Regions from separate parts of the Gossypium hirsutum genome. Here all the other regions are linked to region 1. Evidence: chromatin contacts called from public Hi-C data. All regions are on one chromosome and are shown on one strand. The core of a region is the stretch at or near the end of the contact, and the rest is flanking DNA. Distances in the headings are between cores, read along the strand shown.

Region 1 (3,492 bases), core at 406-2,905:
CGAAACATTGGCTATAACGTGCTTTATAATTGCATACTCAACCTCTGGAAACACTACAAAATCCTTTCATCTAATGGATATCACGAATGGTTATTTTTTTGTTAAGTTTCAGGACATGGAAGATTATAATAAAGTTTTAACTCAAGGTTCGTGGATATTTTTCGAGCAATACCTCATTGTGCAGCCTTGGACGAGGTCGTTTAATCCAACACAACCTTACCCCAGTGTGGTGTTGGCTTGGATCCGTCTGCTAGGGCTTCCGGGCTACCTTTACAAGAGGCAAATCATCGAAGAAATTAGGGGTTTAATTGGTAAAGTAGTCAAATTAGATTTTTAAACTGACAAAAGTACTCAAGGAAGGTTTGCCCGATTGGCTGTGTTTGTCAATCTTGATCAACCTCTTATCTTTAAGGATTTGGTCGACGGGGACATCCAACGGGTAGAGTATGAATCTCTACCGACAGTTTGTTTCAACTGTGGACGATATGGGCACGTTAAAGAGTTATGTTCAGCGACAGGTGTTGGTGCGGTTTTGGAGAGGTCGGAGACTTTTTTGGAAGGAATGAAAGCCTCGCCGGAGATGGCTTCTGGTGTAAGGTCGGGGGTGGTGAAGATGGAAAGAACAATGATTTCGGACGATGGATGTTAGTTGAGAAAAGATCACAGAGGAGATCACGTAACTCTAGGGTAAAAGGGGATGATATTTTAGGCAAAGATCCGTTGGGATCTAGATTCACGCCTTTAGTTGAGGGAAATAATTTAGGCGGTGGTCTTAATGCATTCGTTGGGAGTTTTGTGAGTGGAAAAGGAAAGATGCAAGTTATTCTAGAAGGTAATTCTAAAGAGAATAGAGCTTTAGTCAAAAGGGTTTCGGGGGATTTAGAGGAAATGGACCATGGGCTGATGCGGGCTCCGTGGATGTGGTTAGGCCTGTTTTGGGCTCAGGGGTGAGTGGCCTGGACAATGCTAGAGCAGACCTGAGCAGGGGGAAAATCGGGTCCAAATCAATGGGGAAAAGGCCTATGGGATCTGGAAATTTTTTGCAAAAAGACAAGGATCAATGTTGTAATTTTACTAATTCTATTTCTCTTGTACCGTCTACAGGTTCTGGTAATCTAAAAATGAAAAAGGTGCAAGCTGGTAGGCTTTCAAATGGTTTGAGCGGTGGGCCAAGTGGGGATTAGGCTAGGCCGAATGATATTTTAATTTTTAATGGGCCTTTTTTGAATGGTTTTGATAATTCATTTTCTAATGGGCATGATAATGTCTTAAAAAATCAATTTGCAGTTAACACTTCTTCTAACGTTTTATTTGAGTAGGAAATGGGAAAGGAGCATTCGGGTCTTTCAGAGTTTAGGAAGGGCAACTTGGTTCTTAATAATCCTACGTTCGAAGGATCTAATGAATTGGTGGTGAATTTAGATACTAATTTTTTAGATCCTAAGCATCATTCGGCCTAAAATGCCTAAAAGTATCAAGAAAAATATTTTAATTGGTTCTAATAAATCTTTTTCTGTATCCAGAGGACGAGGTTTAGAGAATAAATGGTAACAATCGTGGGGGAGCTTCTTTTAATCGTTCTTTTAAAGACAAGGGTGGTAGATTAAAAAATGCTGGAATTTCCCGAATCCCATTATCAGATGCTATAAGTTCCATGGTTAATCTTGTAAATTCGCAAGGAGCGCCTAGACCGGATGGTATTGGAGGGAGCACTACAGGACAGACAGGTGGTCCTGATTCCACCTCTGCATAATTTGGCGGTAATTTTGTTTTTTCTTTAGTCATCTATGAATTTTACTATTTTTTGTTGGAATTGTCAAGGTTGTGCCAACTTGAAATTCCCTAGTATCTTTTGGGAGTATAATAGAGAGCATAAGCCTGATTTGGTTGGACTTTTAGAAACAAGGGTGAGTGGACCTAAAGCTGATTCTATAATTTCTAAGCTCGACTTTGAGTGTTCACATCGCATGGAGGCTGTGGGTTTCTCAGGTGGTATTTGGATTGGTTGGAAGGACTCTATTACTGTTGATATTTTGGGGAATCATCCCCAATTTATTCTTCTTCGAATTTTTGGGATGGTTTTTTGGCGACCAATTTTAGTTACTTTCGTATACGGTAGTCCTAATGGTCAAAAAAGGAAGCAGTTATGGGAGGTTCCTAAACATATTGTGCTAGTGGATGGGTCTCCATGGTTAGCGATTGGTGATTTCAACGCTATTCTAGCTTTGTGCGAAAAAAGAGGTGGTCGAGTTATCGGGAAAATATGTGGTCTCTTTAGTGAATTCATGGATTCCATGGGTTTGCAAGATCTGGGTTTTAATGGGCCTAATTTTACTTGGAATAGAGGGGGTGTTTTTGAGAGACTCGACAGAGCTATTTGTAATAAAGCTTAGAGTCTAAAGTTTCCTTCGTCCAAAGTTATTATCTCCAAAAGCTTAAATTAGACCATAGACCTCTAAAATATCTATTATGCTTGTTGATCAGTCTTCATCTACTAGACCTTTTCGGTTTTTAGCTGGTTGGGTGGAGCATCCGGGATTTTCTGCTTTTGCTAAGGAGAATTGGAAGTTTATGGGAGATATGTCACTAACTCATGCAACTTTCACTGATCGAGTGAAATTATGGAATAAGGAGGTTTATGGTTACATTATGCATCGGAAGTATCTTTTGAAGAAAAAGCTGGCTAATGTTCAAAAGGAGATTGATCGTAGGAGCTCAATTTTTTTGAATCAGGTTGAGCTAGAAATCTGAGAAGAGCTAGAGTTTGTTTTACATCATGAGGAGCTCCTTTAGCAGAAGAAGGCTAGGTGTGACTGGTTAGTTTTTGGTGATCGTAACACAAAGTTCTTTCATAGGCGAACTCTGCAAAGAAGAAAGCATAATCAGATTGTGGCTCTGAAGAATCAAGAAGGGGAATGGATTATGGATGAAGATGTTTTGAAACAAGAAGCAGTGAACTATTACAAAAATCTTTATGGGGAGCAACCTTTAAATATGGTAGTCTTGGTGATGGTGCTTTCCCGACTCTTGAGCAAGATGAGGTCCAGCTCCTTAGTAGGTCTGTGTCAGATGAGGAGATTAAAAGGGCTCTGTTTGATATGGTACCTTTAAAAGCTCCAAGTAGTGATGGTGTGCATGCAATTTTTTATCAGAGCCAATGGGATTTGGTGGGCCCTTCAGTTTGTGATTGGGTGAAAAGGATTTTCTCTGGTGAAAAGATTGATAGGGACCTCAATAATTCGCTTATTGTTCTTATTCCTAAAGTGCAGCATCCAGAGTGTTTCTCACAATTTCAGCCCATTAGTCTTTGTTCGGTACTATACAAGCTTGTGATGAAAGTTATTGCTAACAGGTTTAAAATATTCTTTCCAAAGATCATAGGACCTGAACAAGCATGGTTTGTTGCCGGAAGAAACATAAATGATAACATCATCATTGCCCAAGAAGTCATTCACTCAATAAAGAGTAAGCAAAAAAGTAAAAGGTGGATGG
Region 2 (3,492 bases), core at 486-2,985, 600 kb before region 1:
CCATAATGAGTTCATAGGGCCTTGAAATTCAATTAAAAAAATGACAGAAAAGGAAAAACTTACTTAAGACTTCAGATGCTGAAAGTCGTTCTTTAGGATCATCCCGTAGCATCTTCCTCACGAGATCTTTGGCACTGCTGGAAATGGAAGGCCATGGATCAGACGAGAAATCAATATTTCCCCTAAGAATAGAATCAAAGATACTCTGCTCAGTTTCTGCATACAAAATCAAAAGCGGCATTGTCAGATGTCTCACTCATCCACCACCGAGCAGAGCTCATTAACAATCAGCTCTTAATTAATATATTATATATACAGTCAACTGCATATCATCGAAATTTAAAACTACAAAGTTCCCAACACCTATAAAAGGAATGTAGCTGTAGTACATTAAAATGAAGATTTTATAATTAAGTACCTCCATAGAATGGTGGTACCCCACTAAGAAGAACGTAAAGAATCACCCCAGCACTCCAAATATCAGCTTCAGGTCCATAGTGCCGGCGCAATACTTCTGGAGCAACATAATAAGCACTTCCAACAAGGTCCTTAAAAACATCTCCTGCATCAGTAGAGAAGCTTTCTAGTTGATACCCATCATTCGATAATAAGGTGAGGAACTACCTTACTCCTGTTAGATGAACTGTGGCTAAAACATGAGAATTCAACATATACTTTAAGTAGTAGCATTTTGTGCCTAGAAACATCGATCAATAAAGATCTTCGATATGAAGTTTCCATCATTTCAGTATTCCACAATACATAATGATTGACTATAGCTATAATTACTGTCCAGCACAATAAGTCTCTAGTCCTTATGCACCCTTACTCAATCGAGAGACCACAAAATAGCTCACCTGGCTTAAAAAACACAGAGAGCCCGAAATCAGTAGCTTTCAACGGAGAATCCTCATCCTTATTCAAGAATAAGAAATTCTCAGGCTTCAAATCCCTATGCATTACCCCCATGGAATGACAATTATGCAGCATCATCACTATCTGCCTACACAAGTTAGCTGCTTTCCTCTCTGAAAAATGACCTTTAGCTATAATCCGATTAAATAACTCCCCTCCAGCACACAGTTCCATAATCAAATTCACTGATTGGTGATCCTCATAGGCCCCTTTCAGCTCCACAATATTCCTTTCAAAACCCATTTACTAAGACCTTTTTTTTTTAAGTTACAAAATAAAAAATGAAAAGCTATAAAGTTTTTTATTAGGGGAAGAAACCTGTGGCCGGTGAGGTGGTACATAATTTGTACTTCACGGCGGACATCTTCGATATCTTCAAGGTTGATAAGCTTACGCTTGGGGATAGATTTACAAGCGAACTGCTGCTTGGTTTTTTTGTGAGTTACCAAGTAGGTAATACCAAACTGCCCACGGCCGAGCTCTCCGCTGAAGACGTAAGTTGAACGGACGTCTTCCATGGGACGGCCGAGGACACGACCGACGGCAGGTGAAGGATGGTGGTGGGTTGAAGATTGTTGAGGTCTTGGCGGTGGTGGGGCAGGTTGGACGTTGATGCCACCATCGAGGAGACCAACGCCGGAGTCGGATAGTGGTTGGAACTGGTTACCGGTGGACGGAAGACCATTGCAGTTACCCATAGTTTAAAAGAATAAATAACGGGAAACTCCGTTCCGTTTTCTAGGTCGAATGGGAGTCAAGGGAGCTGTTAAACGGAAGACAGAAGGGACGGGACGTGTTTCATTTGTTTATCCGAAACTGAAACTGTGCAATCTTTTTAGGAGAAATTGCAAAAATAATCACTTATGAATAACTTAAATTACATTTTGATGATCGATTTAGGATTTTATTATGGTTTACAGTTTCTCCCACATTTATTACATGACGTTCATTTAGGGTTTTATTATTTATTTATTTTTATATAGTTTGATGATATAGATTTAATGTAATAATTCAAGGCAATCCTATATAGTTTCTTAGCTTATAATCTTTTATTCTATCAGTAAAGGAGCTTAATTTGTATCTTCAATTTTAAAATTACTTTGGGTAAATTACACCAACAGTCACTTAACTTTGGGTAGCTAACAAAATAGTCACATAGGTTTCATTTGAATCATTCAACTTTGAAAAAATAACAAAATAGTCCTTTTAATCATTTTCCGTTATAGAGGTAACAAAAAAGTAACATTGCATTTCATTTAAATAGTCCTTTTTAACCCTAAACCCATTTAAGAGCCCTGGATAGTAGAAGAAGAAGAGAAAAAAAGAGGAATAAGAGAAGAAATGGAGAAAAAGAAGAAGAGGAGAAGAAAATGAGAAAATGGAAGGAGCTTTTGTACCAACGATTCCTAAGGGTCAAAATCTGAGAACTCAAAGAAGACTACACCTCCACGGCACCTATGCCTTCATAGCCAACGCTCTCTGCCGCACAAGTTGAGTGCATATGCTAATGCACATACATAGTTTATGTATTGATTCTTAAGTTCTTATCTTCCAATGATAGAATGGACTTGATACCAAGGTTGAAAAGTCTAGAAATCAGATGAAGGAAAGGAAAAACAGGGCTAGGAAAGTTAGAGGTGTAAAGAAGGTAATTAGGGTGTTTATTTTTTCAACTATTTTTTCTTGACTTTATTTTTTATATTATTTGTGACTTTGCCCACATTGCAGAAGAAGGATGGAGAGGCTGCCAAGAAGAGGTGAGATCCTCATTGATATGAACTAAGTTTCATGCAGCAATACAATCAAGCCCCTACTTATTTACCTTCATTTATATTGTTTGCCATTGAACTTCAAATGTGTAATGCCGAGTTCATTCTTCTTTTGAATATCTATTTGGATTTTTGTATTATGGACCTATTTTATTTGCTGTTATCGAGATTTTAACTTGGAATGAATTTTTGGGGCTGGAAATTGAAATCTGAATCAGTACCATGTTATGTCACCTAATGCTTTGAAATTTGCATTTACCAATTATTGGTCATTTCTTTTTCTTTGAATCCAATAGTCTATTCATGTTTGATTGGAACCACTGGCTTCCATGGTGCTTGAGTGCTTGGTTTTTCAGGGATGCGGGTGGCTTGGGGTTGTTCAATAGTTGTTGTTGTTGTGGCTCCTGATTTGTAGCCATTGTTCTGTTATGGGTTTGACCCTTTGGCTTTTGTCAAGCAACAAACCATTTGGATTGAAAGAAAAAGACCCGAATTTAGGAGATGATAAAAGACAAGGTTGAGGGAGAAAGAATATGAAGAGAAAGGAGAGCAGAACAAAGAAAAAGAAAAGAAGCATAAAGAGAAATAGGTTGAGGGAGAAGAAGATGAAGAGAAAGATGAAAAGAAAAAGAAGAAAGACACAGAGAGGGATGAATAATCTTTTCTTTTCTTTTTGACCCTTTGACTACTCATCCAATGTGGCAAGTTAACTAGCCACATTAGCTAGTTAACTGGCCACGTCAGCTATCCCGTTAAGCCTGTGATGGAAAATGTTAATGGGTGACTGATTTGTCACTTTTTAATAATG
Region 3 (3,492 bases), core at 555-3,054, 540 kb before region 1:
GTGAAGACAATTAGCCACAAAACTAAGGTTAGAAGTCGTTCAGTGAGCAAACCCCACCCCCACTAACAAATCCTGAAGTGTCGCAACGATCCATTAGCTTAAAAGTGTTTTAACCCTTTAGCCAATCAGTTGAAGCAGAAAAAGGTGAACCCGTGCGACCTGACAAGTTTAGAACAGCATCATGGTGCTCCACCATCCTGTTACTGAAAAGAAATAAGAAAGTTGAGGCTTGATAAATAAACTGCAACTAGACTTAAGATAAGCAAAGACTAAAACTTTGGAAAAACAAAATTAGCTTCTAATCAAGCTAACTTCAGCCCATTTATAAAAGGGGTTAGACCTCTAATGTCTAAAACATACTGTTAGTATTTAATAAAGTGAATAAATATGCTAACCAGGATGGAAATATAATCTTATTACTCCAGGAACAAAGTGAGAACAAACTTCATCAGCCAGCCAAAGCAAACAGTAGTCCTGTCAGAGGTAGGATCAACCCAAAGCATCAGGAGGGGAGCTAAACACAAGTTAGTTTGTGCAGGAAGGTGATAGATTTTCATTGAAATAATATATTTAAATGCAGGAGAACTGAAGAACAAATTTAAAGCTGGCTATAGACATGAATTGTTCTTCTTTTTAGGACATTTCAAGGAATGCAAAATATTAAAAAAACAATTAGATCCTTTCTTTTTTCTCTCCTTTATAAGCAGCCAAATACAGCATCAATAATGGGGGTTAGAAGCCAAGCTAATGAATCAAACATAACATTGAAATCATATAACATAACAGTAGTAAAAGTTTCATTATTGACATGGTAAGAAGGCCCCACATGATGAAAGATGATCACTGTCTTTAATACCATATTTGATCTACTTAAACTCCTTCAAGCTAAGTAGTTTTTCAATACCAACTCAACATGAAAAATATATTTATTTATATAATTTAGCAAAAAAAATTAAAAATGGACTTAAATTATGAAAAGATAACTACATGAGTTCCAATATTTATCCACAAATCCTACAAAAAGTATATATCAGTAACAAATCATAACTGAAGCAATCACTAAAAAAAAAAAAAAGAATATCAAGAACAACAATTTGAGTCAAGATCTATGAAACAGTTGAGGCTAGATTCCTGGTGATAAAATTAATCACCAAAAAGAAATGTTTTCATCTTAAGAGAAAAAAGAAGTAAGTCATTTTTATCGCAAATAATTTAAAACTAAACGGATTTCCCTGAGAAAAGTATATGAAAGGAATGATAATTAATAATAACACCGATTTCTTCCTCGATGATTCCCAATTTTTTTTCAAAAAATTAAACTAAACGTATTGGATTCAGCTCAATTGAGGTTTTCTAAGAATTCACGTCTCTTGGATCAAAACATAAAATAAAAAAGGAACTAACTTTTTCTAACTGAATTTTCATTACGGGTTTGAGTTTCTTGGCAACCAAACAGACCCAGATACTAACATGCATATGTGTGTATGTGTGTGTGGGTGTATAAGTCAGGAAAGGAAGACTCAGCTAGTCTGCAACTGGACGGGATTTTAAGAATATTAAGCATTTGTAAAGGGGAAAAAAAAAGGAGTTGTTGAAAGGAATAACAAGTTTCTTTTTTTTAAGAAAAAAAAAAGAGAGGAAAGAATTACCTTGAAATTGGATTGAAGGATTTGATCAGAGAAAAGGGCGTGTACGAATGGGGGGGATTTCTAGGGCTTTGGCGCGCGGCAACAGAGAGAGAGATGGAAATGAACGGCGAAAATACCAAGCGAGTGACACACAAGAGTGGCTAAAAAGGACGTGAAATGGTAGAATTTCATATGTTGTTGGCACGTGTCATGTATAGCTTCACGTGCTACTTTTAGGGTTTTAAAATGTTCAGATATTAATCTATATTTTATATTCTACTCACCTCTAAGGCAGTCCACAATATGTTTCGGTGTTTTAAAATTTTTTCATGTGAATAAATGAGGGTAGGTATTTGTAATTTTTAAAAATATTTAATTTGTTTTTAATATTTTTGAGTTATGATTTAATTATTTTTATTAATGTATTATTATTTTTATTGAGTATTGATACACAGTTCAATTAGTTATGGATTAGACGTGCTAAGAACAAAGTAGCACTGTAGGTAATTATAGTAATCCAGAAATACTGATAGTAGAACTCCCTTGTAGGAAATAAGAAAATAAAGAATGTTTCCCTTCCTTAGAAGAACCAATTTTTCTGTAAGTTTTGCTTCCAATAGATTTTAATAATTTGACCAAACCTCAAATAACACTGTTAATGAACAAGAAAAACATTATGAAAATGTTCCTCAAATATTTGATAATTGGACTCTCCCAAGAGTTCCAACAAACCAAGTTTATAAGAAAACAACTTCTAAAAATTTAAATATTTTTTATAGTTACGTTATAAAAATAAAAGAAAGGAGTTTACCTATTAAAAATAATATGAAACAATCAAATTATTAGATGCAATCATCATTAATAAACTCAAAGAACAAAAATATAAATATGTCTATTTTGGATTAGTCCAAGTTGGTGTCAAACCTCTTAATGTTGAAGCCACCAAAAATACCTCAATTTTAATTGTCTTTAAGAGACCAAAGACACATTATGTTTAATGACTCATTATTAGGAACTATAGAAATAAGCCTATGTATTGGCCCAATACATTTTAATTGTTACTCAAATTTTATGGTTTCTTTAACTGATAAAAATATTTTACAATCTTTGACCATTCAAATTCATACTCATAATTACAAAATGCTTCCTAGATTGAAGTACTAGCTTTGACCAATACATTTTAATGCTATGTATTCTATAGTCAATATCAAGGCTTTACTTCAAAGCTCAAAAGGAGAAACCCTTTCAATAGAAACATATACCTCTATATCTCATACCACAATCTCATTAACAATACAATGGCATGAAATCAACCTTCCTGATAGGTGGAAACTTAAAGGTGCTACTGACCCTGTGGCATCAACTCCAATTAGAAACACTTCACTAAGTGAAATTTCCTAACACCAAGATGACACAGTTGAATTGATGTTCAACAGGCCACAGAGAATGCCTCCAAGTCATTCCTTTGAAATAGGAAGTACTAGCACAGCTTTTAAGAGGTTAAATTTAGAAGAAGAATCAAATCCAAAAACACAAATGGCAGATTTTAGGATAGCTAGAGCCTCTGTCTCTTCTATCCCAACAACATTTAGAACCAATTTACAAGGAATAGATAATTCCTCAAATATAGCTCAACCTATTTATGCCAGACAGGAAGAAAGTCCCCAAAATTCACTTAATATGTCACCAACATACTCATCAATGACTAATAATGCAAGACAAGGAGAAAATTTAGAAATATTTGTTCAATAAGGAATGGTGTAGAAAATACTTCTATTCCAATAAAAATAAACAAAAAAGAGACGATTACTTTAAAAATTATAATGATAAAAAAGAAAGCATTCTTCGGGAATATTATGAATTC

Evidence for each region. A called contact is a pair of places that touch in the nucleus more often than the background predicts.
Region 2: a Hi-C map of leaf shows a contact between it and region 1, with 2.9 times the contacts expected there. The contact joins the promoter of LOC107951965 here to the promoter of LOC107952216 in region 1. A contact is called at or near these places in 5 of 34 Hi-C or Micro-C datasets (callus, hypocotyl and leaf).
Region 3: a Hi-C map of leaf shows a contact between it and region 1, with 2.9 times the contacts expected there. The contact joins the promoter of LOC107951968 here to the promoter of LOC107952216 in region 1. A contact is called at or near these places in 14 of 34 Hi-C or Micro-C datasets (anther, callus, fibers and 4 more).

What each region holds. Positions count from the first base shown.
Region 1 is chrA02:48,476,771-48,480,262 of Gossypium_hirsutum_v2.1, reverse strand. It overlaps LOC107952216, which reads left to right and starts at 1,655. Exons shown (of 2, transcript XM_016887490.1): 1 at 1,655-1,727; 2 at 1,822-2,393. The coding sequence starts at 1,655. The coding sequence ends at 2,393. It overlaps LOC107951162 (a long non-coding RNA gene), which reads right to left and starts at 1,480. Exons shown (of 2, transcript XR_001698343.2): 1 at 399-1,480; 2 at 1-268.
Region 2 is chrA02:49,081,092-49,084,583 of Gossypium_hirsutum_v2.1, reverse strand. It overlaps LOC107951965 (calcium-dependent protein kinase 3), which reads right to left and starts at 1,735. Exons shown (of 9, transcript XM_016887162.2): 1 at 1,234-1,735; 2 at 858-1,144; 3 at 419-562; 4 at 64-216. The coding sequence starts at 1,613.
Region 3 is chrA02:49,018,675-49,022,166 of Gossypium_hirsutum_v2.1, reverse strand. LOC107951968 reads right to left here and starts at 1,804. Exons shown (of 4, transcript XM_041084758.1): 1 at 1,650-1,804; 2 at 396-474; 3 at 1-203.